Regions from separate parts of the Mus musculus genome. Here all the other regions are linked to region 1. Evidence: chromatin contacts called from public Hi-C and promoter capture Hi-C data. All regions are on one chromosome and are shown on one strand. Each heading gives the region's core, a stretch centred on a gene start, on an enhancer-like site or on the middle of the called end of the contact. The rest is flanking DNA. Distances are from core to core; before and after follow the strand shown. Region 1 holds the start of Nup153 (nucleoporin 153). Region 2 holds the start of Ptpdc1 (protein tyrosine phosphatase domain containing 1). Region 3 has its middle 7.1 kb from the start of Mirlet7a-1. Region 4 holds the start of A830005F24Rik (RIKEN cDNA A830005F24 gene). Region 5 holds the start of Mylip (myosin regulatory light chain interacting protein).

Region 1 (5,615 bases), core at 1,268-3,767:
AGAGGGTAAAATAAATACATAAAACTTCATAATTTCCTGTATTTGCCATCTCTGAATATTCTATTGGCTGGAGCTTTTTTTTTTTTTTTTTTTTTTTACCTTTTTGAAAAAAAATAAATGAAGACTAATTTGAGTCCAGATTGGGGTTTGAGGAAACTGTATTTCACTTTTAATTACTAGTAATCCTTCATCTGCCAGATGAAGGTCAGCTGCTTATTTGCTGATTTGTAGTTGGCAAACGGTTTCCATGTTAAACTGGAAAAATACTGGGTCTCTATTGGCAGAGAGACCCCAGCAGTAATCGTCTTTTCATGAATTGAGACATATTGTTTTGGCTCTAGAGAGCAGTCTAGATATAATGTGGACTTTTTGGATGTCATTGTTTTCCTGCCACAGCCTGCAACAAACCAACCACACAAATATGAGAGCATTGTATTTTTTTTCCTCTCTATGTAAATATATGCAGGAAATGAATGAAATAACTGCGATCAAGCCCAAAAGGGATGTGGACTTTTTCATGAATTCTGTGAAGACTGTCCCTTCCAGGAATGAGCTGCTAGCCTCTGCTGGAAACTTAATTCTGTTGGGCCGAGAAGGGACCAGAGAGGAACAGTTCTGCTTGTTTTGTAGCCCTGGGGGAGAGAACACACTCAGAGTGAAGGCAGGTTGGGAAGGGAGGACACAGAAAGAGAGGAAATGAATTCTTTTCATCAACTTTGGTAACTTGTCTCAGGGGTTAAGGTCAGACACAGACTGTACCAACTGGTTACAGCAGGGTCTTTGATGTTCTGAAAGGTACTATAAGTTCAAAGGTACTGTAAGTTTTGTTTTATTAATTTGATTTCAATAGTGATTTGAATTGTACACTTTGGGGGTGGGCTGGTGCAAGAGATCACTTTTGGTAGTGGATTTCTGGTTGGCACTAAGTGCTTTCTGTCTGTACAGCTATTATAAGCAGAATCGTGTCCCTGTTGAGGTAAATATTCATTCTATTTGCAGATGAGGAAAGTGAAGCTTAGAAAGAAGATCACTAATCTCCCCAAGGCTACACAGCTAGTAAGTGACAGATTCAAACAATCTATTTGATTTTATAGTTATAAACTTTAGAACGCTGTTCTCTAATAGAACATTAAGTCTATGATTCTCCATAATCGATTCTTTTTCCTAATCATAGTTACTTATTTCATAAAAACAAAAAACAAAAAAACCCTGGGTTATAGTCCTGGCTTTGAGTGCCCAATTAGATATCCACCCTCTTTTATTTTTTTCCAAGTCAGTTCTCTATGCAGCCCTAGCTGTCTTGGAAAACGCTTTGTAGACCAGGCTGGCCTTGAAGTCACAGAGATCCATCTACATCTGACTCCTGAGTGCTGGGATCAAAGATGTCTGTCACCAGCCAGGCTCTAAATCGATACCCTTAATGGTGCCCCTTAAATTTTCTTGGTTTCCATATAGTCCATTGAATGACTAGGCTGGACCACATGATCACACAGACCTTTTGTCTAATGCCTGCATCTTTAACACGGTGTATCCGGTCTTTGAGGATACATTGTTTAGTCACCTAACTATAATATTAACTGAAGCAAATATATGTTTACTAGGGATATATGAGTCACCCTTAATGTGTGTTGATTGCATAGGTCATAATTGCAACCATTTACTGCGTTTCTTGTATACCAGGAAATCTACTGGGTGCTCTCTACACAGACGACCGCACTAGCTCCCCACAACTTTATAAGGTAGATTTAAATAGTAGAGTCATCCAAGGTCAAGTTTGTAAGTAGTGAAGCAACTCAGAATGCCAGCACGGTGTGTGTTGACAACAAAGCCCTTATATGTTTAATGAAACAGTAATGAAGTTGTATTTTTTGCTTTCGTTGAGACAGAATCTCACTATGAAGCTGAGGGTAATGTGTAACTAGCCATTCCCCTGTGTCTGCCTCCCAAGTGCCAAATGCCTTTCCTACTTTGTTTTTGGCCTGGGGATCGCGGCCACGGTTAATTTCAACGCGGTCTCCCCCCCCCCCCCCCCGGATTGTGATGCATTATGGTTCTTTGATTTTACTGTTTACTTCCATTCGGCTTATAATTGATGAATGGGAGATTACAGTATTCGTGTCGAGTGCCCTTCTGAATCTAAACAAGCAGCCAACCGCCGCCAAATGACCCGGGCTTTGTGCCTCTGCGGTGCTCCGTGGGTGTCCTTCCGCTATAGCCTGCCTTTCCGAGAATCCGCGTTCTGGCCAGAAAAACTACATTTCCCAGAGGCTCCCACGACAGGGAGCGCGGGCTCGGCCAACCCTTCCTTCCTTCACCCATCCCCCCCCGCATTGTCGCAGCGTGATGACGCAAAGCGTCGGTCGCGGAGGAGTGACGGTGTTCTGGCTCGCGACCGGGGCGGCCGCCTCAACAGCGGTAATAGGCGCAAGAGCGGCGGCGGCGGCGACGACTGCAGGGACGACGACGGCGGCGGCGGCGGTGGGGCGGGCGCAGCGCGCACAGGGGGAGGGGTTGGCGGGCGGCGCCAGCGGCCTGGACTGCGGCAGCGACGGCCAGGGCGACTGAAGAGGAGCCTCTAGCAGCGGGCGGTCGAGCTAGGCCTCAGCGGCGCCCGGAGCTGCTCGCGCCGGCCTCGGCGGGAGATCTCCATAGAGACGGTGACAAACACAGACGCGGGGGTCCGCACGCGGCCGGCGCTCCTCAGCCACCTCGGGGCCCTCAGCCGCCGCCACCGCCTTCCTCGCCGCCGCGCGCACTCTCAGTTCCCGCTCGCTCCCTCGCGGTTCTCGCTGTGTCTGTGTGTCGCCTAGGGCCGGGCGGGGGAGGCCCTCAGGCCGCCGCCTCTGCCTCTCCCGCCCGGGAGCGGTAGTGGGAGGCCGCCCAGGCTCCGCCATGGCCTCGGAAGCCGGAGGCATAGGAGGGGGCGGCGGCGGCGGCAAGATCCGGACTCGTCGTTGCCACCAGGGGCCGGTGAAGCCTTACCAACAGGGGCGACCCCAACACCAGGTACGGGACCGGTACGCCGTGGCGACTGGGCGGCTCCGGGCGGTCTCTTTGGGGGGCGGTGCGAGGACCCGGCGGCCCCACGTGGAGGGGACCAGAGGGCCTGAGGCTGGACCCGGGTGGCGACGGGAAGTGGGTAGAGCCTGGCCGGGCCTGGCGGCAGACACGTGGGATGCGAGCGGCCTCTCCCAGCCCTCCCGCCCAAGGGCTTTCCCTGGCGGGCACAGGGCGGGAAAAGAAATCTCAGGCTTCGGATATTCGGGCTGCTGCTGCTGCTGCTGCTTCTTCTTTTTTTTTTTTTTTTTTGGCGGGTTTTTGGGGGTTAAATGGTATTCCTCACGACCTCACGAAGGGAACAAGGGAAAGATGTGGCAACAGGCCCATCCGCTGGCAGGCTTTTTCTTTCTTGTGTTCCCGGGTTCAGGGTGCGCGGGGAGATTAATCTGCCACCGCGGCCCGGAGAGACTTGGGGAGGGGGCGCTGTTACCCATATCGTGGAATAATTTCGGTTTTAGACGCGTTAAATCATTAATGGTAGTCCGGTCCCCTCGTCTGTCTGCTTGGCCTTTCCAGATCGGAACACACTGGTTTAGCTTCTCATCCTTTCCTCTCTTAACTGAGTTATAGTTATGTGGCACTGAGGCGTTTTGAAAGTCCCTCGCCGCTCTTACGTCTGGTCTCTGATGCGTGGTTCTTCCCTCTCTTCTCTCCACCCCGCTCTATATACTGAAGACCAGAATCATCCACTCTCTACAGTTGACCAGTTCTTCAGCTCTGATCTCATACACCAAATATTTTTAATACTGGGCGTTTTCTAGAAGTTTAAGGTATTTCGGGCTCACCAGGGGTGTTACTTAAGCCACCGTATGCCTTCTTTGGGTGTTTATAAAAATGTCGATTCTTGTTGTAAACGAGATAGTTGGTTCAGAGAACACTTTCAGTTATTAAAAATTGTGAGAATTAAAACGTTAAAAACTCACTTTAACGAAGCCACTTTTTAAAAGTAGGAAGTGTATATTTTAAGCTTACTGAAGAAGGGCTAATATATAACTTGTTGCATACTCTTAAATGTAGACTTTTTGTTTATTCTGGCTAGTGCTAAAATTGAATACTTGTTGGTAATGTTAAATTATATCACTTTTGAGATTTTTAAAATAAAGATAGGGAAAGTTTTGAATAGAAACAGCTGTGTTTTATGTACTAAGAAGTTATTTGTCATTGCTTGGAAGCCTTGCAATATTACCATTTTCCCTGAATGCTGAGGAGCCCGGGGTCTTCAGAAGCAGACTTTAAGATTAAAATCAGGTCACAAGCCTGGCCGTTTTACTTTGCCTAATACTGTACAATGGACATTAAGGCAAACATACTCTTATACTAAGAGTAATGAACCACCTCTGATTGCTTGAAAACAGTTTGAGCAAAGAAATGGATGGCTTGGATAGAGTTTAAAAAGAAGCCAATATTATGTATGATATTATGATAGAATTTAGAAAGAAGCCAAAGTTATGATCACAGCTTATTTTAAAATGTATTTAGGTTAAAAAAAAAAACCAAACTAATTTGAGAGAGAAGTGCATTCAACTAAAACCAAACATGTTTTAGAGCTGGTACAGATTTCAAGCTGTATGGTTTTAGAGCTCAGTAGTTCTAAGACATGTTAGCTTCTTGCCTCAGTCATTTAATTTAAAATGTAAGTACATCTTAATTTGAACTGGAATTAAAGATAACTCTTTTTTGGTTAGCAGATTTAATTTTGGCAGAATTGACCAAAGAAAAAAGTGTTTAGGCTTATATAAAAGTATGCAGCTCAGCTTTTGTTTCTGTCTTAAAGTAAGTAACTAGTCTTACCTCGGACTTAGTGGATGTCATTGTCCTCTACTAGCCGAGCTTGTCAACTGGTTGTTTTGCAGCAACTGCTGAGTCATCATCTTGGATATATCAAGGAGTTTCATGACATGGCATGTTTCATACTAATGCTTGATAAGTGTCCATGGCCTCTTGGCAGACTGAAGAGTTGTGTTAGACTCAGAGTAAGCAGGCTGGTGCTTATTGGTGAATGCAGGACAGCAAATGTCAGGCCAAGGAGCTAGCTACTGCAGTCACCCAGTACCTGTGACTCCTGTATCATGTTCAGTTGATTTCTGATTTCCTGTTTTGACTTCTGGTTTAGGTCTTCTGGGAAATGTTTAAACTTTAGCATTTTTCTACTTTTAACTTTCTTCCTTTTTCTTTTTCTTTTTTTTTTTAAAGCCACCTTGCTTGAAGTTGTGGAGCTAGAAAGATATTGTCTTGATCAACCAGATAAAGGTCAAACAGTTACAAGTAGACATAGTTGGGCAAAGAGGTACATACCTGAAATCACAGCTGCTAAGGGGCTGAGAGGCCAGGGGACTCGGAATTTGAGGCCAGTCTGGGCTTCATAGTGACACTAGGCTAGTCTGAACTGTAGAGTGTCTCAAGAAGTGTAGAAGCAAATGAACAATGCAGGATGGTTATTTTCACCATTAACCAACTACTCAACTACTTTGTACTTTTTTTGGAGGGTGGGGACAGCGTCCTGGGTAGCTCAGGCTGGCCTTAAACCAGAGACCATCCTGCTTAAATCTATTGAT
Region 2 (5,615 bases), core at 1,310-3,809, 1.9 Mb before region 1:
AGCATGAGTATATAATAGGTATTGTTTATTAAAGCATAAACCAGTCCTGCTTCTTATTTAAAAAACCAAACATGGGCACTCTTCTTTCTTGGCTAATAGTAAGAAATGCCAAGTCAATTTGGGAAATATTTGTTTCCCAAACCCCAAATTGATAATTTAATGTAAAAATCTTTCTTGTATTAGTATATTTATATGAGGCCTGCTTACTGGGCTATAAGGTAGTATTTTTTCCCCTATACTGTTTGTTGATCCAGGTTAACTTTAGACAGAGAACTTTGTTAACTGAAAACACAGATTTATATTCCTTATATTTATGTTTGCAGCACTGTACAACTAATTGAAACCAGATCACTCATTTAGTATACCTAAAGCCCTTCTGCCATGCTAGTTTGTCACCATTTACAACTTTCTTTTTTTTTAATTTTTTTATTAGGTATTTTCCTCATTTACATTTCCAATGCTATCCCAAAAGTCCCCCATACCCTCCCCACCACTCCCCTACCCACCTACTCCCCTACCCACCTACTCCCACTTCTTGGCCCTGGCGTTCCCCTGTACTGAAGCATCTAAAGTTTGCAAGACCAATGGGCCTCTCTTTCCAACAATGCCGACTAAGCCATCTTCTGATACATATGCAGCTAGAGACACGAGCTCTGGGGGGTACTGGTTAGTTTATATGAAATTTCTAGGCAAATGGATGGACCTGAGTGAAGTGATCCAATCACAAAAGAACTCACATGATATGTACTGATTGATAAGTGGATATTAGCCAAGAAACTTAGAATGCACAAGATACAAGATACAATTTGCAAAACACATGAAACTCAAGAAGAACGAAGACCAAAGTGTGGACACTTTGCCTCTTCATAGAATTGGGAACAAAACACCATGGAAGGAGTTACAGAGACAAAGTTTGGAGCTGAGACGAAAGGATGGACCATCTAGAGACTGCCATACCTGGGGATCCATCCCATAATCAGCCTCCGAACGCTGACACCATTGCATACATTTACAGCTTTCGATGTCACTTGTATCATCACAAAGCTATTAATGGCATGGACAAAATAGAAAATATATGTAAAGCATCTAGCACAGAGCGCCACAGAATTTGCCTAGCAGTGTCCTGCACTAGAAAGACATTTCTACTGAACTGTATGAGATAACAGGACTTCTAGTAGAGTTTGAAAACATGGACTCAGCAGAGGCTGGTAGATGCTTATCTGGATCCATCCCTCACTTTTTTGGCATGGGATTTCCTTAAGAACAGAAATGTGCCTAGTGAAGACATTTCTCAACTACATGAGGTCATGTTACTGAGTATGTAAGATCTATAATATGATTAAGTTGATGGGTAGGCTTCTAGTAAGATCTTTATTAAAATATTAAATAAGGACATGGTGGATGGTGCTCTGTCTACGATTTTGATCCATGACACAAATTGAAAGGAAACCTGATTTTTTAAGGGTGACATGGCAGAATGTCTGGATCCCTGGGTACAGCTTTAATGAGAAGAAATGCCTGTGAGTTTAGATCAGGATTCTGGAACCTGGAGTTTCTGTTACAAGAGGGCAGAGACCAGTCAGGTCTCTTAATGACAGGGTCCCTGTTCCTGTCCAGACCTGGAGTCACAAGAGGCTAAGATGCTGGCAAGGCTTTGACAAAGAAAGTCTAAGGATTGCAGGAGAACAGAAGGAAGAGACTCTGGTGTTATGGAAAACTGACCAAAGAAGAACCAAACACCACTCTGAGAGTTGGAGAATTCAGATTTATTAGGCTAGCCTACTCCACTGTGGAGAGACATAGTATTTATGGGTTTTTAGCTTTGGTCATCCAACTGCTACAGCACTGGTGTCTTTAAATTACTGCCTTAGTGAACATTTGCTGATGGTCTGTTTCAGAACAACCGAGGGGAAATTTCTACTTGAGTTAAAGTATGCTTACAGAACAAGTGGCAGTTGGGACTTTCGTTAGCAACACGGATCGTTGCTAACAGGTACAGTGGTTTCACCAGATACCTACAGGACCCATACTTATGACAGCACTTGGTCTTCATTTTCCCCCCTCTACATAATTCAACTTTCCCCTACTAGACCAACTCCAGAAATTCATATTTAAACTGTCATAGTGCAAGACAATATTGACTATTAAATATAATAGTTCAAGAATATTAGGGGGGAAATGAAGACATTCGATGCATAATATGGGCTTTTCTTCTTCTTTGGGCGCTGAGACGGAACACGTGGTTCCGTGAGCGAAGCTCCAGAGCAGTCCTCGCTCCTCCTGCGACTCTGCACCGGGGCTCGTGGGGAGTCGGTGCCCCCCACCCCCACCCCCATGCTGCAGGCTGGCAGCCGCGCCCTCTCATGGCCCTGAGGGTCCTCCGGGCTTTCCGCGCACACGCCGTCGGCTCAGCCCGCGACCACTCAAGCCCCAGCTCGGCTTCCCAGCGGCTCCCACATGTTCGAAAACCTTAGAAGCTGTCCGCCGCGTCACGGGCCGCCTCGAGTCTCCATTGGCTGGCGCGTATCACGTGCACCGAGCGGCTCCGGCTATTGGCTGTTGGGTCGGGCGCGCGCAAGGCCGCGGCGGCGACAGGGCGTCCTCGGCGGCCGGGCTGTGGAGTGGCCCGTGCGCGCGCCCGAGGGAGACGTTGTGTAGCGCGCCTGGCGGGGAGTCTCCCTGCTCAGAGGCGCGGCGGGAGGCCGGGCCTGCGGGCAGGCCAGCGCCGCGGAACCCGCCCGAGCAGCGCCCGGGGCCGGCCGGTCCTCTCCGCCCGCGCCTCCCGGCCCTAGACGTGAGACACCGACCCGTCGGCTCCAGGGCTCCGAAGCCGGAGAGCGAAGCGCGCCAAGAGGTTCGGAGTCCGCAGCCAGTTAGGCGCCCGCCGAGCGGTCCCCAGACGGTTGTCCTTACGCGGCGGGTTATCCAGGGAGGCGTTATTTGGAGGCGCATCCCTAGAGGCGGGGCGGGGGACCAGGGCCACCGGGCGCCCCTCTGTCTTGCTCAAGTGCTGCGACACTCGGATTTCTCGGGAGCAGTTGGAGGCTTGCTTGGGTGTTTTAGTTGAAATCTCTTGATTAGAAATATTGACAACTAGTTCTTCATTACAAATAAAGCAGACAAGACAGCCACAAGCAGGTATCAGGCTACCACTTTGGGATCCCTAATTCGGACCTCTTTCTGTCAGTAAACGAGTCACGTGACCTTGACCAAGTCACTTTTTCTCCTGACATGCATTCTCAACGTTGATAATGATGATGATGATGTCGATGTCCCTGCTCTGGGGTGTGTGTGTTTTCTTATATAATAAAGGGTTTGTGGCCTTTCAGAGGACCACACCATAGATACACCCTACCTGTGGTATTAAATTTTAATGGAAAAGAAAATTTAGTAAACAAAGGCCCAGGGAGGAGGGGGGTGGAGCTTGAGAAACAGTGCTTTAGGGAAATAGCTGATCAAATTATTCCAGCAAGGGTTGTCTATGCTAAAAACTGAACACAAGCTATCATTCATTGACTGCGAGCTGAAGGAGCCTGAGAAGCTGTTATCATGGCGGGCACTATTAACCTGTGTGAACATGTATATATCCACCTCCACCTCACCCTCCACCCCCACCCTGCACAGCATAAGCTTTCTTGAGTTTAACAACAAAGTGTCATTCCAGGTTGTTGTTTTGTTTTTGTCTTTCCCTCAGAAAGGAAGGCTTGGGTGATTTGCCACAATCAGAGCTGTTAGTGGAAAGAAATAAAATGTAAACACGCATGTATGACCTCAAACCACTCACTCATCACCATGTGGTTTCTTCCTGTTCAGTTGTAGCGAAACTTCTCGCTACCCAGGAATCCCACCTGTGGCTTTTTAAAAAGTGTGGATACCCAGGTCTTAGAGACAAACTGGGACCAGCATGAAATTTGCTTAAGACCTCATAGACGATTCCCATTTGGAAGTCCGTAGTCCGTCTTAGCAATAACTAATTGCTAACCGGATACCGGTGCCTTCACAGCATTGTGTCCTGGAGACCCAGATTCCCCATCTCAACAGTACTTCATGTCCTTTTAAGGGAGGTTGGGTTTTCATCAGAAAAAAATCCTTTGTTGGTGGAATCCAAGCGAATTGAGAGAACACTACTGAATCTCTCTCTCTCTTTTTATATGATCTTCCTTGACCACTACTGAATACACTTTTTTTTTTAAATCCCAGCAGTCGGGAGGCAGAGGCAGGCGGATTTCTGAGTTAGAGGCCAGCCTGGTCTACAAAGTGAATTCCAGGACAGCCAGAGCTATACAGAAAAACCCTGTCTCGAAACCACCCCCCCCCCAAAAAAAGTCATATGAAGAAAAGTAAGAATCACAATTTACCTGTAGTATCACCAGTTTAACAAAATGATGTTTGTGGTCTTTACCATGCTGTATCATGATTAGTGATGCCCCCCTGATGTCACATAAATTTAGAACATTCTCACAGGCAGAATTATTCCATATATAGGGGAGAAAAAAAATCTAAAAATTATTCTGAATATAAATTTCAAATCACTGTTCTCTTAAAAGAACATTTCAAACCCCCTTTTTTTCCAAACCAAAACCTGCCCCCAAGGGTTTTTTCCACCCAGAAGAACTTTGGAGAGTGAGGGAGTATGAAAATACATCCATTGAAATCTTTTCTAAGAATCATCTTTGTTAGTGAATATTTCTGCCATTTCTCATATCCCCTCGGCTTCAATCAAAATATGTATGTTTATGATTCCTGTTCTTAAAATGATTTAAGTAGAAAAACTAACCGGCTCTTTGTTGGTATTAACTAGACAATGTGATGCATTGACTATATTAGAGATAAAGCTAGTATTTTATTTGTCTGGATTTAAGGAAAGACTGGAGCTCTAATCCCAACTGTGACACTTTGTAGTTATGACCTTGGAGCAGTGGCTTTCTCTCTCATGTTTACCTCATCATTAGACGGGAACAGTGCCTTCAGAGCTGTGGCATTCATTTAAACAGCACATTACAGCCCCAGTAGAGTGCTAACCTAAATTATCTTTTTGCTAACATTATTTCTTTCACCCTCTAGGGCATATTCACAATTCTAATCCCTCTGTAATATGTAAGATTTTTTATTTACAAAAAAGATATATTTATAGAGGATTTACTATAAGTGAGATACTAAAAACTCCTTTAAAAAGAATGGGTCATTTTTAACAGATTCTGAGAAAACTAAAGGCAAAATGACCATCTAGAGTTTCCCATGACCACAATCATATCTTTAGTGTCTCTGTAAATATTTATGAACACTTATGTTTCAGGCCTTTGATACTGGTGATATGAAGAGGATCTTCAAGATGCCTGGTCTTATAAAATTAGTATATGAAGAAAACACTAAATAAAGCAGTGCATTTATAGATTGTGATAAATCTAACTAACATCTACAAAACTAACATGGTCAAGTAATATGCTATGAAAGTCTTAGACATGTAAGTCTCAGTAAAAATACATTGTATGTCAGAGAATAGAGGATTTAAGGAAAATAAGTAAGAGTACAGTTAAGGATTTCCCAGGTCTAAAATGTTTTAGAAGAGACATAATTTTAAAATTCTTCTATGAAATGCCAGTATTCTTCAGCTT
Region 3 (5,615 bases), core at 982-3,481, 1.8 Mb before region 1:
GACGGAGAGTCTGATCGATGAACAGCAGGGAGATCAAGAAGTGAATATATCATCTTGAAGTCATGCAATGAACAATGAACGAAAGGACAAAAGAGAAGACACAGGTCAAAGGAGATCTTAACAAGGGGAGGACTGAGGCAAAGAGGCCAGAGGACATTTCGAGAAGTATGTATGCTTTACTTTGGCAGTTTTGGTTACAATTACTTGTTTGTCTGGACTGAGAAAATTTGGAGGGAGTCATGCTAGAGGTGGAACGGAACTGAGGTAGCAAAGCCTCCAGGACACAGGGTGGGCCTCTCCAAGGACCTCGGCTGAAGGAATTTGCTCTTTCAGGGCCCAGGGGGTGGCTTCTCTGTGGGCTACTCCTACTTTATAGGTCCCAATTCCCATAGTCTAGAATGTCTCTTTCTCTTAGGACGGAAACCAGAAGCTTCAGCCATCCGTCGCCAGTCAGGTGGCTATATTGAGGCATTTTGATTCTGTAAGTCACCTTCAAATTAGGTTTCTGTTTACTGAAAAAAAAAAAAAAGTAGAAAGAAAAAAAGGAAGAAAACGAAACAGCAAAATCCACACCGCTATGCCTACGAAGGAAAACCTACTGTGAGGAGTCCAGCTTTGTATGAAGAGTTGATGACATCGTGTGGTTTATAATCCTCTTTCTCACAGTATATCCTGAAGGTTGAAGCTCTTCCTCCCCATATCCTACCTATCCCACAAGGTTCACCACCCTCCTCTTCTTTTTGTTCACTTGTTCACTTTAGTCCCAAACTCTCCCATCTTCTAAACTCTCTTGTCATTTGCTTTGGACAGAGAATGTTAGGATGGCTTATAGTTGGAGTTTATAATATAAGCACTTTGCTGACGTGTACAGTGCCTTTTTCCCCTGGATGGATTGCAGATGAATGTTCATAGGGTTTTGTTGATGCTTGACTCTCTTGACTCTCTTTTTTAAACCGTGCAAACCTACTATCATTAAATAGTACCCCAACCCACCCACCAAAGAGCAGAGAGGTCTCCTAGTGCATGGAAAGTTCCAGTAAGAATGAAGAAATGCTTTTGCATTGATTTAAAAAAAAAGAATTCGTAAAGATTGCTTTGAAAAAGTTTTAGCACAAAAATTTCAATACATGGGAAAGAAAAAAAAAATAAAAGAGATAAAAGATACACCATAGGAGACCTAACTCCTTATGTGACAGATGGGTGAAGTGAGGTATGGAGTGGCCTTGGCGTCGAGCCCCGGAGCCCCCGAGAGGGAAGACTGAGTGAATCCAACATCTTGGGTACACGTGAAAACCGCCCCGAAAACTCTAGCACCTCCCGCCTCGCAGCCGGCAGAGCGGACGGAGGCCACGTGACACGACTTGTCCATCACCGCGGAGGGCGGGACTCAGAGGACGGTCCTCGCTATTCTCCCGGTCCTCCAGTAGGGAAAGAGGAGCCTGTCACGGTGGGCGGGCCAGACCCGCCTTCTCCGCGGCGGGGGCGGGCTCAGCCGTCACCCTCCAGTGGGGGTCCGGGTGAGCCCCGACCGGCTAAGGCGAGAGGGCGAGGCACACGTCCGTCAACAGCGTCCGCCAATAGGAATGCGCGCTGCCCGCAGCTCCCGCCCCCGCCTCGGATTCCCGGCGCGCGCGTAGCCTTCCCTCAGGCCGCCGAGGCGGCGCCCGCCCGCCCGCGCTTCCATCCGGGTTCTCGCGCGCTGCTCTCTCCCGGGCGCGGCGGTGGAGGGCCACGGTGGGGGGAAAGCCAGACCATTTCCCGTGGCGGCAGCGGGACGCCTTTATCCGCGAGCTTGAGGTGGGTACTGCGGGCGTGAAGGCGAGCGCGGGGACGTCGCCATTTTTCCCTCCTCCAGACTCAGCGGCGGCGGCAGCGGGCGACCAGGAGGGAAGACTTGGGGGCTGCCGCGCCGCACCCTGGGACCCGTGGGATGGCCTGGGCGCCTCGGGCAGGCGGGTGGCCCCGGGGCCGGTGGCCCACGGATGCCGTGGGCCTTGGGGCTCGGGCGGGGGAGGGGTGCCGCGTGGCCGCTGGCCTGCCCCAGCCCCCTCCGCTTCCCGCCCAGCTCCTCGGCGACCGGGCGGGGGAGGGGGGTCATTCTTCACATTCCTCACCTCGCCCCTCCCCCGCCGCTTCAATCAAACTTGCGGCGGACGGAAGTCCCGCCCTCTGGCTCGCGCCGGTTGGTCGGGGCTACCTCCCCGCTGTGGCGTGACTGGCTGCGGACGTAGCCGGGCCTCTATGACGTCACTTCCGCCGTCAGGTTTGTGGGCCGGGGAGACCTTGGCTTTGGTTGGGGGGGGTGGGATGGAGGAAGGTAGGAAGTGCGGGGGGCGGGGAGGGACGGGGCGGGGCGGGAAGGCGCTGGCAGGGAGGGAACGGAGAGCCAACGCTGGCTGCTTGCCCCTGCTCCGCTCGGCCAACTGCGGCCTGAGGGCCTGGAGCAGCTGCTGGGGCTGGAGGATCGCTGCGGCTGCCCGTCCTTGGCCAGGGGGAGGGGAGCGCGAGAGCGGGAGGAAACTGTATCCCAGGGGATGGGGTAGGAGATTTGCAGCTCGGTGGCACCGGAAACGAGACTGGCCTTTTGACTGGGGAGGCTGCAAACTCTTGGAAGCGGGTGGCCTCTCGGAGGCCGGCTAAGAAAACTTATCTCTCGGCGCGCTCTTTAGCGGAGGCAGGGTGGTAACCTTTATGCCCTTGGCCAGGACTGCCCTTCGGTGATCCCGCTTGTTAGTGCAGGGTCTGTGTCAGAAGTGATCGTCTGTGTTGTAGTTTTCAACTTTTTGTGTTAAAAGGATAATTATGAAAGGACAAGGGGGGGCGGAGAAAAACTTTAGAAACTTAGTTAAAATGGAAGACGATGACAGATTGCTTTTTTAACTGTTGAAAAATATTGGCAACCTGTTTTTGAAGTTTAAAACATTAGTGTTCTTGTTTTTGATTGCCTGATAATCTTGTGAAGAAAATTGAACAAGTAAACAATCTTTTTATAAGAAAAGTTAGTTTAGCCGGGCACGCCTTTAATCCCAGCACTTGGGAGGCAGAGGCAGGCGGATATCTGAGTTCTAGGCTAGCCTGGTCTACAAAGTGAGTATCAGGACAGCCAGGGCTACACAGAGAAACCCTGTCTCGAAAAAAGCCAAAAAAAGAAAAGTTAGTTTAATACAGATTTTTCAGCATTCTGGCCTTTCATTAGGTTCTGTCAGTTGAAGCAGTAATATTTGGGAAATTTGAAATTGTTAGTGTAACAAAAATACTAGTTGGAAATGTAAGAACTTTAATTAGAGAATAGAAATCTTCCAAATTAAGTCGGGTCTAAAAAGTGTTATCAAAATTGTGTAGATGGGGCGTGCATTTTACCCTATGGGTAATTTTATTGTAGAAATTGATAGTTTTGTAGACTTGAAGCAAGCTGTGCCCTCCCCCACTATAAATTGAAGTTGTGCTGATTTGAGACTTAGTAATTTTTCAAGCTGGAAAGGTAGAGGAATGCAAAACATGTGGCTATAAAGAAGGTGTTGGCACACAAGTTTAATCCCAGCACTCAGGAGGCAGAGGCAGGTGGATCTCAAGAGTTTTGAGGGCAGCCTGATCTACAGAGCAAGTTCCAGGACAGCCAGGACTGCACAGATAAAACCTGTTTCAAAAACAAACAAACAACAAAAAAAAGTACTTCAGTTCACAGAGTGAAGTATTAAAACAAATGGTCCTGCTGGAGTTGTTGCTCAGTGATAGAAAGCTTGTCAGACATGCCTGAATTGGTGGGTTGAGTTTCCAGTACTAATAAAATAAATGCTCATAATAATTTAATGTTAGTAAGTCTCATTTAGATTTCTTGAGGGTCCTGGGAAATGTCCCTAGTAAACCTCCTCCAGAACTAAGGAAACTAATTGGTTTAGAGAATAGCATCCTAAATATCAAGTTCCTTTTATTTCAGTAACTAATGTTACAGAACCAGTGTGAGTTGGTGACAATTGTGCAGATAGATAAGTGGTTGAAGGCACTTAGCATCATACCTGACAGTGACCCAAGTTTGAATCCTTGGGACTCACCCACATGGTGGGAGGAGAGAACTGACTCCAAGTTATCCTTCGATGTCCACATTTGTGCAGACATAATACAAAATAATTAAAAAAAAGAAGCCTTTTTAAAAATACTACAAAGCCAGAGCTGGAGGTGTAGCTCACTCAGTTGATAAAGAGTACTTGCCAGCCATGCCTCAAGCCCTGGGTTCCATCTCCAGTTCCTGCCTGCAATCCCTGCACTGTTAGAGGTTATCCTCAGCTATGTAGAAGGTTCCAGGCCATCCTGAGCTGTATAAGACCCTGTTTCAAATAAAGGAGGCTAGATGGAAGCACCACCAATGAATGTTCCAAATAATGTATCCTGAATCACTTAGTATGTGGTGATCAGAAACTTTTAGGAAGATTTAAAATACGAAATAATGTGCTACATCAGCTATATCTGTTAGTTTTCCTGCAAAGTACCATTTTGTGAGTGGCAGAAATGGTTAATGTCCTCCTGAAGAGCACATTTCCTCTCTTACACTGATCTCCAAGGAATAATAGAAACAGCTCTATAGTCATATTTGGTGAAATGTGTAAAACACTGCTCCCCTCTCCCATTTAAGTGTGTATAAGTTGGGAAGTATATTTTGGCACTCAAGGCTAGCAGTATTTCAAAACTTTGAATGTCTTTAGAAACTTATACTATAAAGACTATTTTTACTAATTGTCAATGTTTTTTTTTTCATGTTTTCTCAGGACTAAAGTAATGGGGGTAAAGGTGGCACCTTACATGGTCCTTGAGTTTTGTGGGTGTTCTGTGCATTATGTAATCAATTAAGAGTAGATTGCATTAACTAGATATAATGATTTTGCCTTTTTGGTACCTAGTGAAATCTAGAGTATTTTACATTACAGCAGGAGTATATTTTAGTTACAGTGTGTACCATTTTGAGATATTCAGTTTCAGTGTTGGTAATTGTTTCTTAATGAATAATGCAACTGTGATGCATTATTTAGCTACTTTTCAAAAATTCATATTTGCTACCTGGATATGTTTGTCTTAAAGATAGACAAAACTTTTCTGGTTTTCCAGCTTTATCTCACAAAAGACCTTTCCTAGATACAAGATAGATTTAAATTCTCTTAAGACAGCTGAAAGGTACTTTTGTTACTTTAGGAATATTTTGAGACATTTTAGATAATTTGTTTTAAATTGATATGTGTAGTGGATATGGTTAAGGAGCATTTTGTTTAACTAGTTACCCAGTTCTATTTCTCCTGATAAGATGAAGGTACCTTGAAATCCTGGGAAGGGCTGACATCATCTTAACTCATTCCCCATACCTTTTTTTTGAAAAAATAATAAATCTGTTTTTGCTCTACGCATCCGTAGCTTGCATGGAACTCAGATTTTTTTTTTTTTCTGCCTCTGCTTCCCAAGTGTTTCGATTAAAGGCATGTGTCACTGTGCCAGGCCCCATATCTTGTTTTCTTTTGGCATATGTGATTGACAAATGCCTAGAAAGGAACTTAGGTTGATTTGCCTGTTAAGAATAGTTAATTTTAGCAGGTTGTGCAATCTATATTAAATAACTAGATCTAGGTTAA
Region 4 (5,615 bases), core at 840-3,339, 1.8 Mb before region 1:
TATCTTAGGTGATGGCTTTTGGAAGTGTTTCGGATTTATGAGCAGAGTTGGCTCCTCAGCTGGGTCCCAGCTGCTGAGGTCTGTTCTGGGTCCAGTCCCTTTATCTCTCTCTATCTTTTTACACTCGAGCATGCGGGTGTGTGTGTGTGTGTGTGTGTGTGTGTGTGTGTGGTGTGGGTACGTATGTGTTTGCACATGTGCATGTGTGTGGAGGTCAGAGGCTGACGTCAGGTGTCTTTTTCTGCCACTCTAGTCATACAAATTGCATGGTGGCACACGCCTTTAATCACAGGACTTGGTAGGTAGGGGCAGATGAACCTTTGTGAGTTTGAGGCCAGCAGGGGCTACAAAGTGAGTTTCTGGACAGTTTCTGGAGAGACCCTATCTCAAAATGCAAAACAACAACAACAAAATTGAAGCAAGGTGTTGAGCATCCGAACCCGAATCTTCATGCTTGAGCACCATGGCATGCACATTATCCACTGAGACCATCTCCACATGATATTTCTTTTTACTTAATGTATTTTTATTTAATGCATTTTTATTTATTTTTATAAGTATTAATGTGTTTTGCCTGCAGGTAAGTGCACTGTGTGCATGCAGTTGTCTGTAGAGACCAGAAGAGGGCATCTGATCCTTGGAAGTGGAATTCTAAGCAGTTGTGAGCCATCTTATAGATGCTGGGAACTGAACCTGGGTCCTCTGCAAGATTCCCAAGTGCTCTTAACACTCGGTAGCCACCTCTCCAGCGCCTCTCCTTATTTCCTAGTATTATTCTTACTGATTTTATTTTTTCTTTATCTGAACAATATAGACCCATTTTACTGGCATGACATCTTTTAATTGAAAACTTGACATTCCATGTTTTTTGCCTTATCAAGTGTGGCGTGTATCCTAAGTATGCTCAAACTTAAAAAAAAATAAAATGAAGTTACTTGTAAACAATTTGATCTTTTCTAGGCTTAGTTTTGCATTTTCCTAGGTGAAACAAGAAAGGCTCGGGGGCCCCATCTTGTCTTCCTATCAAGATGAAACCATTTCCAGGTATTATGTACAACTCTGAAGGCTTTATGGCCTCATAGGAAGAGGTGTTGTTCCTCACCCCCTTTATTCCCACTGACATTTTTCCCGGGACTTTTCCCTGGGATGGCACAGCTGTGTGTCGCGTGCTGTCAGTGTTCGGTGAACGCCCGAGGAAGGAGCCACTGAACCTCTGTGGATTTCTCTGGTCCTTCGTACTGTCCTTTGAACTGAAGCTGCCTTGGTTTCCCCAGGGCCCCGGCTTCGTCTCAGGTTGACCTCCAGGTCTTGCTCGGGTCTCCCTTCTCTGTTCTGTGCCAGAACGGTTTCTCACCAGGGGAGTTCGCTGCTCACTTCGTTTATTGTCCACATCACTGATATTCCTCCATTGTTTCTGTGTGCAGTGCTTCCCCATCGGTTTCTTAGTCCATGTTGTCCTTTTAAAGCTTGTTTTATGTGGAAGACTGAATCTGGTCCCTGTTGACTTCTGCTGTTTGCCACCTCACTTTAAGAAGCAAATGGGAAATAATTTGAAAATACTGCTCACGTCAAATACTAGAAATACAATTGAAAATTCAAATTCAATTAAATTGAGTTCCGCTCAAATTCCTAGTCTTTTCGCAAAGATTTTTGTCTTTCTGTTACAACCAAGAAGTGTTTTTTTGTATGAGCAAAATAGTTTAAAACATTACACTATGAATATCTTCAAACTTAGTTTGCCCTTGTCTTTTTGTAATCATTTTTTAAAAAAAGTATTATTTTCAAGAAACAACACCCACAGTATCCACACATGCTGCAGTTTAAAACACACGACTCACAGGCACGTAAAAAAGAAAAAAAACAAAACAAACAAACAAACAAAAAACCAACCAAGATTGAATTGGCAGGAGGAAGGCATCTAGATAGCACATCTTTTTTAAAAGAATTGATTAATGAGCTTCCTTAGAAGTACGCAAAGATTACTTCGGTTTGGCTTTTCTGCTTTTTTTCTGTTTCTCTAAGATCTTACCCTGTTGTCTTGCAGTCAATGAAAGAGTCCGGCAGTGCTAGGGAGCCCCTCCTATAGTCTGAAGCTTCGGGTTGCAGCCAAGTCAGCATGGGGTGTCCTGCAGTACGCGGCATTCTGGGTATTGTAGTTCCCCCATCTCTAGCGCTGCGTGGGTAGTGAAGTGCGCGCGCGTCACCCCGGTCGGTGTACTTCCGCATCCTGCAGTCGTCACCTGTGCCTGTGGACGATTCTACTGCGGTTCTGGTGAGCGAAAGTGCAGACGTCCTCGGCTCTTGCAGATCCCTCCAGGCGGGGAAGAGTCCGGAGAGCTGGCGTGGGCCACCCACAAGGTTCAGGTGTCTGCCGCTGCTCCATCCTCGATGCGTGGAGTCTTTGGGAGTGGAATCAGCTTCTCTGCCCATCCCGGAGGAGGGTCTCGGTGAAGACCCTGGGATGGGGAGGGGGCCATGTGAGAACGGGGTTAGGGGTCCACTATCTTGTCCTAAACAAGCTACAGGTCAGTCTGGCCTGCTTCCCAGGCTATGACGCTGTAGGTGTGTCCCCTGTGTTAGTGCCAGGTCAGGGAGATTGGACCTGGGGCATCTAGATGTCACCTTTCCACCCCCGCTCTCTGTTGAGGTTTGTGAGGGATCAGAGCCATCCTCCACAGGAACAAATGTCTGAATTGGTGAGGACAGAAGTCTTGGGGAGCTGCACTCATCATGAATTTGGAAATACAGCTTGGTCGCTTGCCTTGCGGGGAAAACATACAGAATTGCCTGGCTGAATGCAACGGCAAAGACCAAGAGACTAGAGCTAGTCTTGAAGTTTGGAGTCTTGGTGTGTGACAAGGCTTGTGTGTGTGGTGTGTATGTGTGTGCGCGTGCGTGCCTGTGTGTATATGTGTGTAGGGGGGAGTGGGGGTGGCCTTTTTACACATTGTGGGCTAATGACCTTGTGTGGCTCCCTTGAGCTCTGGGATCTTCCAAGAGCCTGGAGTGATGTAATGGGAAGAGACATTTCCCCCATGACCCAGGGCTTGTTGGCTCCCTGAATTTCTGGCGGTGTAGCCTGGTTTCTCCTTTTCTCTTTAGTTCTCTGATCTATATATACAACTCATTTTGATTATATTCACCACTGAAAATTCTGTCCCCAGTCCACCTATCTTTGTGACCTATCTTTCTTTTTTGTTTCAAAACCCTTTAAGACTAACTTATGCTGAATTCAATATTCTTGAATATTTCATTGGATTGTTATTGGCTTACCTCGGGCTATATACTCTTAGAGAAACCCTTCTCCTCCTCTCCCAGCAGCTAGTAATTGCCGTAGCTTGGTACTAGGTATTTGGTGCCGAACTCTTGTCTCTGTGCTGAGATTTGTTCTGGTTTGGGCTTGCACGGGTCTTGTGCATGGTGTTGTAACTGCAGTGAGCTTGTATGTACAGTTGCCCTATTGTCTGTACTGGCTGGTTTTGTGTGTCAACTTGACACAGGCTGGAGTTATCACAGAGAAAGACGCTTCAGTTGGGAAGTGCCTTCATGAGATCCAGCTGTGGGGCATTTTTTTGGTTGATGATCAAGGGGGGAGGGCCTATTGTGGGTGGTGCCATCTCTGGGCTGGTAGTCTTGGGTTCTAGAAGAGAGCAAGTTGAGCAAGCCAGGGGAAGCAAGCCAGTAAGAAACATCCCTCCATGGCCTCTGCATCAGCTCCTGCTTCCTGATCTGCTTGAGTTCCAGTCCTGACTTCCTTTGGTGATGAACAGCAATGTGGAAAGTGTAAGCTGAATAAACCCTTTCCTCTCCAACTTGCTTATTGGTCATATTTGTGCAGGAATACAAACCCTGACTAAGACACATTGGTACCAGGAATGGGGTATTCTTGTGACAACCTGATGATGTTTTGGGGAGGACTGTGGAAGGACTTTGGAACTTTGGGCTAGAAGATCCATTCGGTATTAAGAGCTCTGTGGGATGTTGTATAGGAGCTTGGAAGATAATGTTGAGAACAGTGCACAAGATGGAGGCCTGGCTTGTGAAATTTCAGAGGGAAGACTAAAGACTCTTATCAGTGCCGCTGCTATTTTTATTGTGAAGATTCTGTGGTTTTGGTTAGCTGGGGCTGAAGAATCTGCTGTAAATAACAAGATACCAGAACTACTAAAGTGAAAACTTTGCATTACTGGGACTATTGATGCTGGTGAGCTGGAGCTAAGAAATTGAGATGGCTCAGGGGGTAAGAGCACTGACTGCTCTTCTGAGTTCAAATCCCAGCAACCACATGGTGGCTTACAACCACCCGCAATGAGATCTGACACCGTCTTCTGGTGTGTCTGAAGACAGCTACAGTGTACTTATTTATAATAATAAATAAATCTTTGGCCAGATCGAGTGGGCTTGACCTGAGTGAGCAGAAATCTTAAATTCAATTCCCAATAACCAGATGAAGGCTCACAACTATCTGTACAGCTACAGTGTGTACTCATACACATAAAATAAATAAATAAATCTTAAAAAAAAAAAGAAAGAGAAAAAGAAGTTAGTGGTGATAAGAAGAGACCAGCATCACTGAGGTGAAATCTTCTGGGAAGTGTTTTCTGAGAGCACAGAGGCTGTGTTCGAGAGATAGCCAAGGTTGTACCTTGTGCTGTGGCTGGACTTTGTAATGTGTAAGAGTCACTCAGGTTTTGAAGGCATGAAGGGGTCATGAAGAGCAGCTGAGGCTCTACACTGTGAGAGACCATAGAAGGCCATTGGTGAAGGTGCAGCCTCAGTTGCAATTGATGGCCCAGGACTGAAGGGGTCATGCAAAGAAGTTGAGGCTTGGCACCATGAAGAGAGCCTATGAGAGGCTATTGGTGAAGCCTAGTTACAGTGGGAGATAGCAGTGTTTTGGAGATGTCAGTACCATGAGATGACCATTGAGAACAGCAGCAGCAGTGCAGTACAGGCAGCTGGAGCTTAGAAGACAAGGAGTCTGCTACAAAGGGCAGAACTGGACAAGTGACCCAAGCCCTTGGAGGAGCCCAGAACATCATGAGTTGGATCCCAGACATTGGATGGTTGGAATTTGATTTTGCTTTTGATTGTGACTGTGCCCTGATATTTTTCCTTCTTGAAGTAGTTATTTTAGTGGAGCCCACAGTTAAGAGACTTTGAATTTTAAAAGACTTTGAATTTTAAAAGATATTGGATATTTTAAAGGGATTGAACTTTTAATATGCAAAGACTGTGGGGCTTTTAATGTTATTTAGATCTTGGGGATGAATAAGAAATTAAGGGTTGAGGCTTAATAGTGATGTGTTTGTGTGTCAAGTTGACAAGGGGTCAATTGTACTGACTTGACAGTTTTGTGTGTCAACTTGACACAGCTGGAGTTATCACAGAGAAAGGAGCTTCAGTTGGGGAAGTGCCTCCATGAGATCCAGCTGTGGGGCATTTTTTTGGTTGATGATCAAGGGACCCATTGTGGGTGGTGCCATCTCTGGGCTGGTAGTCTTGGGTTCTATAAGAAAGCGAGCTGAGCAAGCCAGTAAGGAACATCCCTCCATGGCCTCTGCATCAGCTCCTGCTTCCTGACCTGCTTGAGTTCCAGTCCTGACTTCCTTTGG
Region 5 (5,615 bases), core at 1,784-4,283, 1.3 Mb after region 1:
ACTAGTTTGGTCGGTCTGTCCATCTGTCTATCTGTCTATGGGCCAGTGAGATGGTTCAGATGTTTGCTGCTGAGCCTGACAACCAGAGTTCAGACTCCAGGTCCAACACAGTAGAGGGAGAGAAGAGGCTTCTGAAAGCTGTCCTCTTACCTCCACACATACACAAGTACACAGAGACACTGAGTAAATGTTTTTAAAAAAGGACAGAGCCTCTTGTGGTTAATACAGACAGTTCAGCATCTGTAAGTATGCCACTACATGAATATTTGTAAGGTATTTTCAGAAACAGTAAAAATTTCTTATGCCAGGTTCCTTCATAAACAAAATCTCTCTCAACCTTTAAAAGGCCACAGCAAGGCAGGCAAAGTGGACATTCCAAATCCAAATGGATGGTAGTTTTTAATGTTTCCATCGCTTGTTTAGTAAATAAAAAAAAGTGGTAAGTTAAACCCTCTCAGAAGAGCCTGTTCCCCATTAGGAGTCGAAATCTGCAGGATCACGTGTTTCACATGCGTGGCCCATTGCCAAGCCACAGGAGTATGGAAAACATCAGTGCTGGGATCCAAAGTTTGCTGTGGCTTTCAAAGCAATCATTTTCCTTTTTTCCACACGCCACTGTAGTCTCTTGCATTTTGGTAATAAATATTAAACATCACCTTCCTATTTTGGTTCATCTTTGAGAAAAGTATTATATAGTCAGCTCAGAGGGAAACGTACCGGGTATGTGTGTGTGTATTTTGGTCGTTTGAAAAGGAGACCACACCCACAGGCTTCGGTTGTCTACCATGGCTGGTGGCCCTTAGTTTAACAAGGAGGAAAAAAACAACAACACATGTCCAACAATCATTTTTAATAAATCTGTAGGCTGAAATTTACTTTACAGTGGCCCCTCAAAGAGTTCTTTTATTAAGATTTTGTGAAACTTAAAAAAGTTTTAAAATCTGTAGGAGGCCAGACAGAGCCGCTCCTGCTACACACTGTAATCTGACACTTAGGCTGAGGACTGACCAAGTTTAAGTAACCCAAGAGGAACTGTTTCCTGCTTTCCGCTAGAACGGTCTACAGTGACCTGTAGTAACACTGCTGAGGCGGGGTTACTAGCGGGCGTTAGATGAAGCTGTCAGGAAGTTGGTTTTCTTTTTGTTTGTAAGAAGTCAACCCTGCCTCTCCCACTAATATTATACAGAACAGGAAAAACAAAAACAAAACAAAACAAAAAACCAAGTGTTGAAAAACCCACCCAGGCCAACTGTGCTTTGGAAAACTTGAATTTTTCCTGAACTTCCTTTGCACCAAGTCAATTTTGCCAGGGAACATCTCCGGGAGGGCACGATAGCTACCACTAAATGGAATCTGAGGTGTACTTGACATTGGTTTGTTTCGGCCTCGCTTTACCTTGTCTGCTCCTGTAAGATGAGATGAGGCTCCACAAAGAACTTGACCCTCAGTTTAAGGCGGTAAGGTGCCAGCCCATCCATCTGCTGGGAGATCCGGTTTCTCAGATTCAGCCATAAGCTCTCACCTTTGCTCCCCGTGAACTGCAGCCCAAAATAATCAACCTCGATGATCCCTAGACGCCTGCACACCTAAAAACAAAACCAAAGGTATGGGGTGTGAGCAGTGCAAACCTAAGGGCTCCATCCGAGGAGAGGACTGGCCCCTGCTTTCCCAAAGTTCTACCTTCTTGCAATGCCAGTTGGTAGACCGACCGGAAAAACAAGGTTTTAAGGAAACAGCAAAGCCAAAACGCAGCCCTCCAGTGGAGGCTTGGCCTTGCTTGACTATTTCTAGGGTCTGACCAATGGCACAGGGAAAGGGGTCCCCCCAAAACAGACTTCCCAAAAGGCTGAGGTAGAAGAACACACAGGGTGTTTTATTTCTTATTCCAATCGCTGGAATTCCCCCCGCCACCCCCCCCCTCCGCCCCGCAGCACCATCTGCACAGCTGATTTGGCAGCGTATTATCTGGACAGTTTTAACCATCTGGATTCCAAAAACACAAACGCATTGAGGAAGCATGCTACAAGTGTCAGCTAAGCTTTACAAGCGCCTTTCCAAACAGCTCAGGTCCACAGGTCTCGTAGACACAGTATTTCAAGGGGTCAAATGGGCCTGCCAATATCCATTAGGCACACCCCGTTAGGAGCCTTAGTCACCCTTAAGAAAACACACGTGTAAAGACCCCTCAAGAAGGAGGCTGCCTGCAGAACCGTCCCCCGCAAATTACTCAATATACTCTGGATCCCTAGCAAGCCTAGAGTGTCAGGTGAACAGTCCTTCTGAGAAGCGGCTTGAGATTCGGGCCCACCTGATCAGCTAGGGAGCCCCGGGGCCAGCGACCGCTTGCAACCATCTCATCCCGGGACGCGGGTGGCGCTGCCGGGCTTTGCAAGGACTCCACGGGAGGCATCACACACACACACACCTGCGGCAGGTGTGCCGGGCCACCTTCTTTAGAGAAAAGTGCCAGGCTAACGGACAGGGTGGAGGTTCCCAGCAGTGTTCTGGTCTCCGGGCCCCGGATCCCCCACCGTAAGCGTCCTCTATGCTCCCCCCGCCCCCCCCCCACCGCACTCTCCACTCGCGGGGAGGAGGAGGAGGCTGGAGCCTGGCGTCCCGGGAGCACTCCACGGGCCGCTGCTGCAACGTCGCCCGGCTCCCGGGGAGCATCCCCGAGCCCCGAGGCTTCCCGGGGACAAGAAGGGATCCCCTTTCCGATCGCCGCCCTCACCTGGTTGAGACAGTCCTCGCCGTTGGCTTTTGCCTCCACCTCTACCTCCATCAGCACCGCGTCCGGCCTCGTCACATAGCACAGCATGGCTGGGGCCGCCGCCACCGCCGCTTCTTCTCGGGTGTGCGCCGGAGCTGTCGCCTCACCGCAATTGCTCCAAGTCGACTCCGGGCTCCGTGAGGAAGGTGCAGCCGTGCGGCCACCCGCCCTGCACCCCACGCAGCCGCCACTCGCGTCCCCGCCACCCCCACGACAGCCAGTTCCCGGGAGCTACACGGCCGCGCCGCTCCGACAGCCCTACTGCCTGCGCCGCTACAGGCACGCGTCTTTTATAGAGGCCCCGCCCCTCCGGCACCGGACTCCGCCAATCACAGCGTGCTTGCCCCTCCTCCCCAGCTCCGGCAACCAATTCCCAGTCTCGGTGGGCTGAAGCCCCGCCTCCCGGCACCGCCTGTGGAGCTGCGGGAGGTGGGAGCCCATCCTCTCCCCAATCCCCAGCACGGTCGCGGCCTCTGCCACTGGGCGACGCTCCTCCCAGCCCGCTGTCGCCCGCAGCTCCAGGGGACGCCTTTCTGTCCGGGTTTGAGAGAACTGTGATCAAAGGCTCCTGTGATGCTACGTTGCTACTACGGTTCTCAGGACTCCTGCGTGGGGTTACTCTAATAACCAGGTGGTTTGTGAAAGCCAAAAGAGAAGCAAGCAAGACAGAGAGCCTAAAGAAGAGGCTTTTCCGCTGGCATTTGCCACCGTGGGTTGTCAAAAGAAGAATCTAAGTAGAAAAGTTTTTGCAGCTGACCCAATATAAGCCGGTAATTTGATCCAAGCACCATTCTTATATTAACTCGTGCCAAGGGTTTCTATGTGTGGGTTCTGCTACATTGAAACACCTTACCAAGTTATGTCACCCAGCCTATCTCTCATCCAATTCGTTCACTATACACCTGGTACACTCCCTGCCCTTTCTTTCAGACACCCAGATGTTACCCCATCTTAAAGATAACAGGCTCATCTCAGGACCTAGCAGGATGGGAATCTCAATACAAGAGATTAGTGGTTAAAGGTGTACAACCTTCATATTTTTACCACCTGTTTCTCTTGGCCTATACTGTCTTTTTTGGTTTCTAAGATAAGCCGGGAGATATGGGTTTCAGCCTTGGATCTTTGGAAAACTCCATCTCTCTGAAGCTCAGTGTCCTCGCAGAATGGAGACTAGCTATTTTTGGACACCCCCTCCTGCAAGCCGCCCCCCCTCGCCCCAGCACCGCTGGGAAGCAATCTAGCCATCCCTGCCTGCCAATGACCCTATCTCTGTGCCGTTTGTTTGCTGTGCGTTTAAGACGAAGTCTTGCTGTATAGCTCAACCTGGTGGTGCACCTCGTACTTGGGCTCAGTGATATTTATTTCTGACGATGGGGAAAACATCGGAGAAGGACTGGGATCTTAGCAGAGCCCTCGCGGAGAGAACTGTTCAGTCTTTTGGCTTTGTGTTTCAGGAACACATGGTACAGTTCTCGAACTGCTCCAAGTCCAGTGTAAGCTTGCATTCATCCACCGGTCTACTGCTCATTCCTTTCCTTCCCGGAAGCAGGTCTGGCACGTGTACCTGGGAGATAACATTTAGATTATCTAATCTGTGGCCCATCGCTGGAAATTTCACCATAAGGAGAGGAGGCAACATGGAAATTGGTTGTATTGCTTAATATTTTTGAAAGGCCAAAACTTAACCAGCTTAAACAAGGGGGAACTTAGGGGACAGATTTGGGGAAATTCCTAGATACTGGGAGTAGAAAGGAGCTGAAGAAGAACAAAAATAAACAAACAGAATAAACAAAGACAAGACAAGAAACAAAAACAGAAACATTTCTATTTAACTATCTTTAAAACTATCTTACTTTGGGGTTTGGCAAGGATTTTTTTTAAATGGCTTTCTTTCATAGAAATGATTCTATATTTATATTTTTAATATGAGCAGCTAAATAATTTGTAGAAGCGAAGGAAATGTCAGGTTTAAAATTTTTAATTAAGAAAAATTTAACAACCATCAGTTACTTACAAACCAGTTGCATGGCTAACAATGACATAGGCATCTCTTTAACCCACATCCATTGAATTCCTTCTGTGAGATCCTCAATAAAGAGCTAATCATTTTAAAACCAAGTATCTCCAGAAAAGAGCCAGCAAAGGGGCTCTGTGGATTAAGGTACCTGCCACCAAGCCTGATGACCTGAATTTGACCCCAAGACCCATGGAGCAACAACCACAGGTTGTCCTCTGACCGATACGTGTTACATATATGAACACTAAAGTGTAAAAATTAAACTAAGGCATCGCCAGTTACTACTGAAGAAAAGAGGTGGTTTTAACAAAAGAGATCAAGGGCTGGGATTGAAACTCAGTTGATAAAGTGATCACGTAGTATGGACTTAGCCCCGAGTACCATCAAGTGGCCCTGGTGGCAACAGTGTGCCACCACTGTGTAATGGCAACAATGTGCCACCACTGTGTGTAATGGCAACAGCGTGCCACCACTGTGTGTAATGGCAACAGCGTGCCACCACTGTCTGTAATGGCAACAGTGTGCCACCACTGTGTGTAATGGCAACAGTGTGCCACCACTGTGTGTAATGGCAGCAGTGTGCCACCACTGTGTGTAATGGCAGTGGTGAGACACCACTGTGTGTAATGGCAGCGGTGTGACACCAGGCCAGCAATCCCAGCAGCACTTGCAGGATAGAGGTAGAAGCATCAGAAACTTGAGGTCATTGTAGGTTAAGTAGGGAGTTTGAGGATATCTTTAGCTAAAGACTAGACCTCAAATTAATTAAATAAAAAATTAAATAAATAAAAATTAATTAGTGAATGAACTGAGTGATTGAAACTCTTA

The links. Promoter capture Hi-C pulls out the DNA fragments that hold promoters and counts their contacts. A called contact is a pair of places that touch in the nucleus more often than the background predicts.
Region 2: a promoter capture Hi-C map of pre-B cells shows a contact between it and region 1, with 2.2 times the contacts expected there. The contact joins the promoter of Ptpdc1 here to the promoter of Nup153 in region 1. A contact is called at or near these places in 2 of 39 promoter capture datasets (hippocampal neurons and pre-B cells).
Region 3: a Hi-C map of B cells shows a contact between it and region 1, with 5 read pairs. The contact joins the enhancer-like site here to the promoter of Nup153 in region 1. A contact is called at or near these places in 1 of 39 promoter capture datasets (the C10 cell line) and 1 of 484 Hi-C or Micro-C datasets (B cells).
Region 4: a promoter capture Hi-C map of pre-B cells shows a contact between it and region 1. The contact joins the promoter of A830005F24Rik here to the promoter of Nup153 in region 1. A contact is called at or near these places in 6 of 39 promoter capture datasets (the 3T3-L1 cell line, the C10 cell line, cranial neural crest and 2 more), 1 of 115 datasets of contacts at active chromatin or transcription factors (large pre-B cells) and 1 of 9 other capture datasets (pancreatic islet).
Region 5: a Hi-C map of muscle stem cells shows a contact between it and region 1, with 2.7 times the contacts expected there. The contact joins the promoter of Mylip here to the promoter of Nup153 in region 1. A contact is called at or near these places in 2 of 39 promoter capture datasets (the C10 cell line and pre-B cells), 1 of 484 Hi-C or Micro-C datasets (muscle stem cells) and 1 of 115 datasets of contacts at active chromatin or transcription factors (thymic regulatory T cells).

Annotation. Positions count from the first base shown.
Region 1 is chr13:46,724,751-46,730,365 of GRCm38.p6, reverse strand. It overlaps Nup153 (nucleoporin 153), which reads left to right and starts at 2,517. Exons shown (of 22, transcript NM_175749.2): 1 at 2,517-3,006. The coding sequence starts at 2,893. Gm46412 (a long non-coding RNA gene) reads right to left here. Exons shown (of 2, transcript XR_001780928.2): 1 at 4,852-5,615.
Region 2 is chr13:48,622,616-48,628,230 of GRCm38.p6, reverse strand. It overlaps Ptpdc1 (protein tyrosine phosphatase domain containing 1), which reads left to right and starts at 2,559. Exons shown (of 10, transcript NM_207232.2): 1 at 2,559-2,854.
Region 3 is chr13:48,542,532-48,548,146 of GRCm38.p6, reverse strand. No RefSeq gene overlaps it. Among named protein-coding and RNA genes, the nearest start is that of Mirlet7a-1, 7.1 kb to the right of the region's middle. Within about 2 kb of position 2,231, at least 414 of the 459 cell types and tissues checked have an H3K27ac peak or open chromatin away from gene starts, as enhancers often do. A contact at or near this core is called in B cells, where this site is marked.
Region 4 is chr13:48,510,044-48,515,658 of GRCm38.p6, reverse strand. It overlaps A830005F24Rik (RIKEN cDNA A830005F24 gene), which reads right to left and starts at 2,089. Exons shown (of 2, transcript NR_165458.1): 1 at 2,030-2,089; 2 at 820-1,525. Zfp169 (zinc finger protein 169) reads left to right here and starts at 2,223. Exons shown (of 5, transcript NM_026450.3): 1 at 2,223-2,364.
Region 5 is chr13:45,387,160-45,392,774 of GRCm38.p6, reverse strand. It overlaps Mylip (myosin regulatory light chain interacting protein), which reads right to left and starts at 3,033. Exons shown (of 7, transcript NM_153789.3): 1 at 2,732-3,033; 2 at 1,396-1,586. The coding sequence starts at 2,818.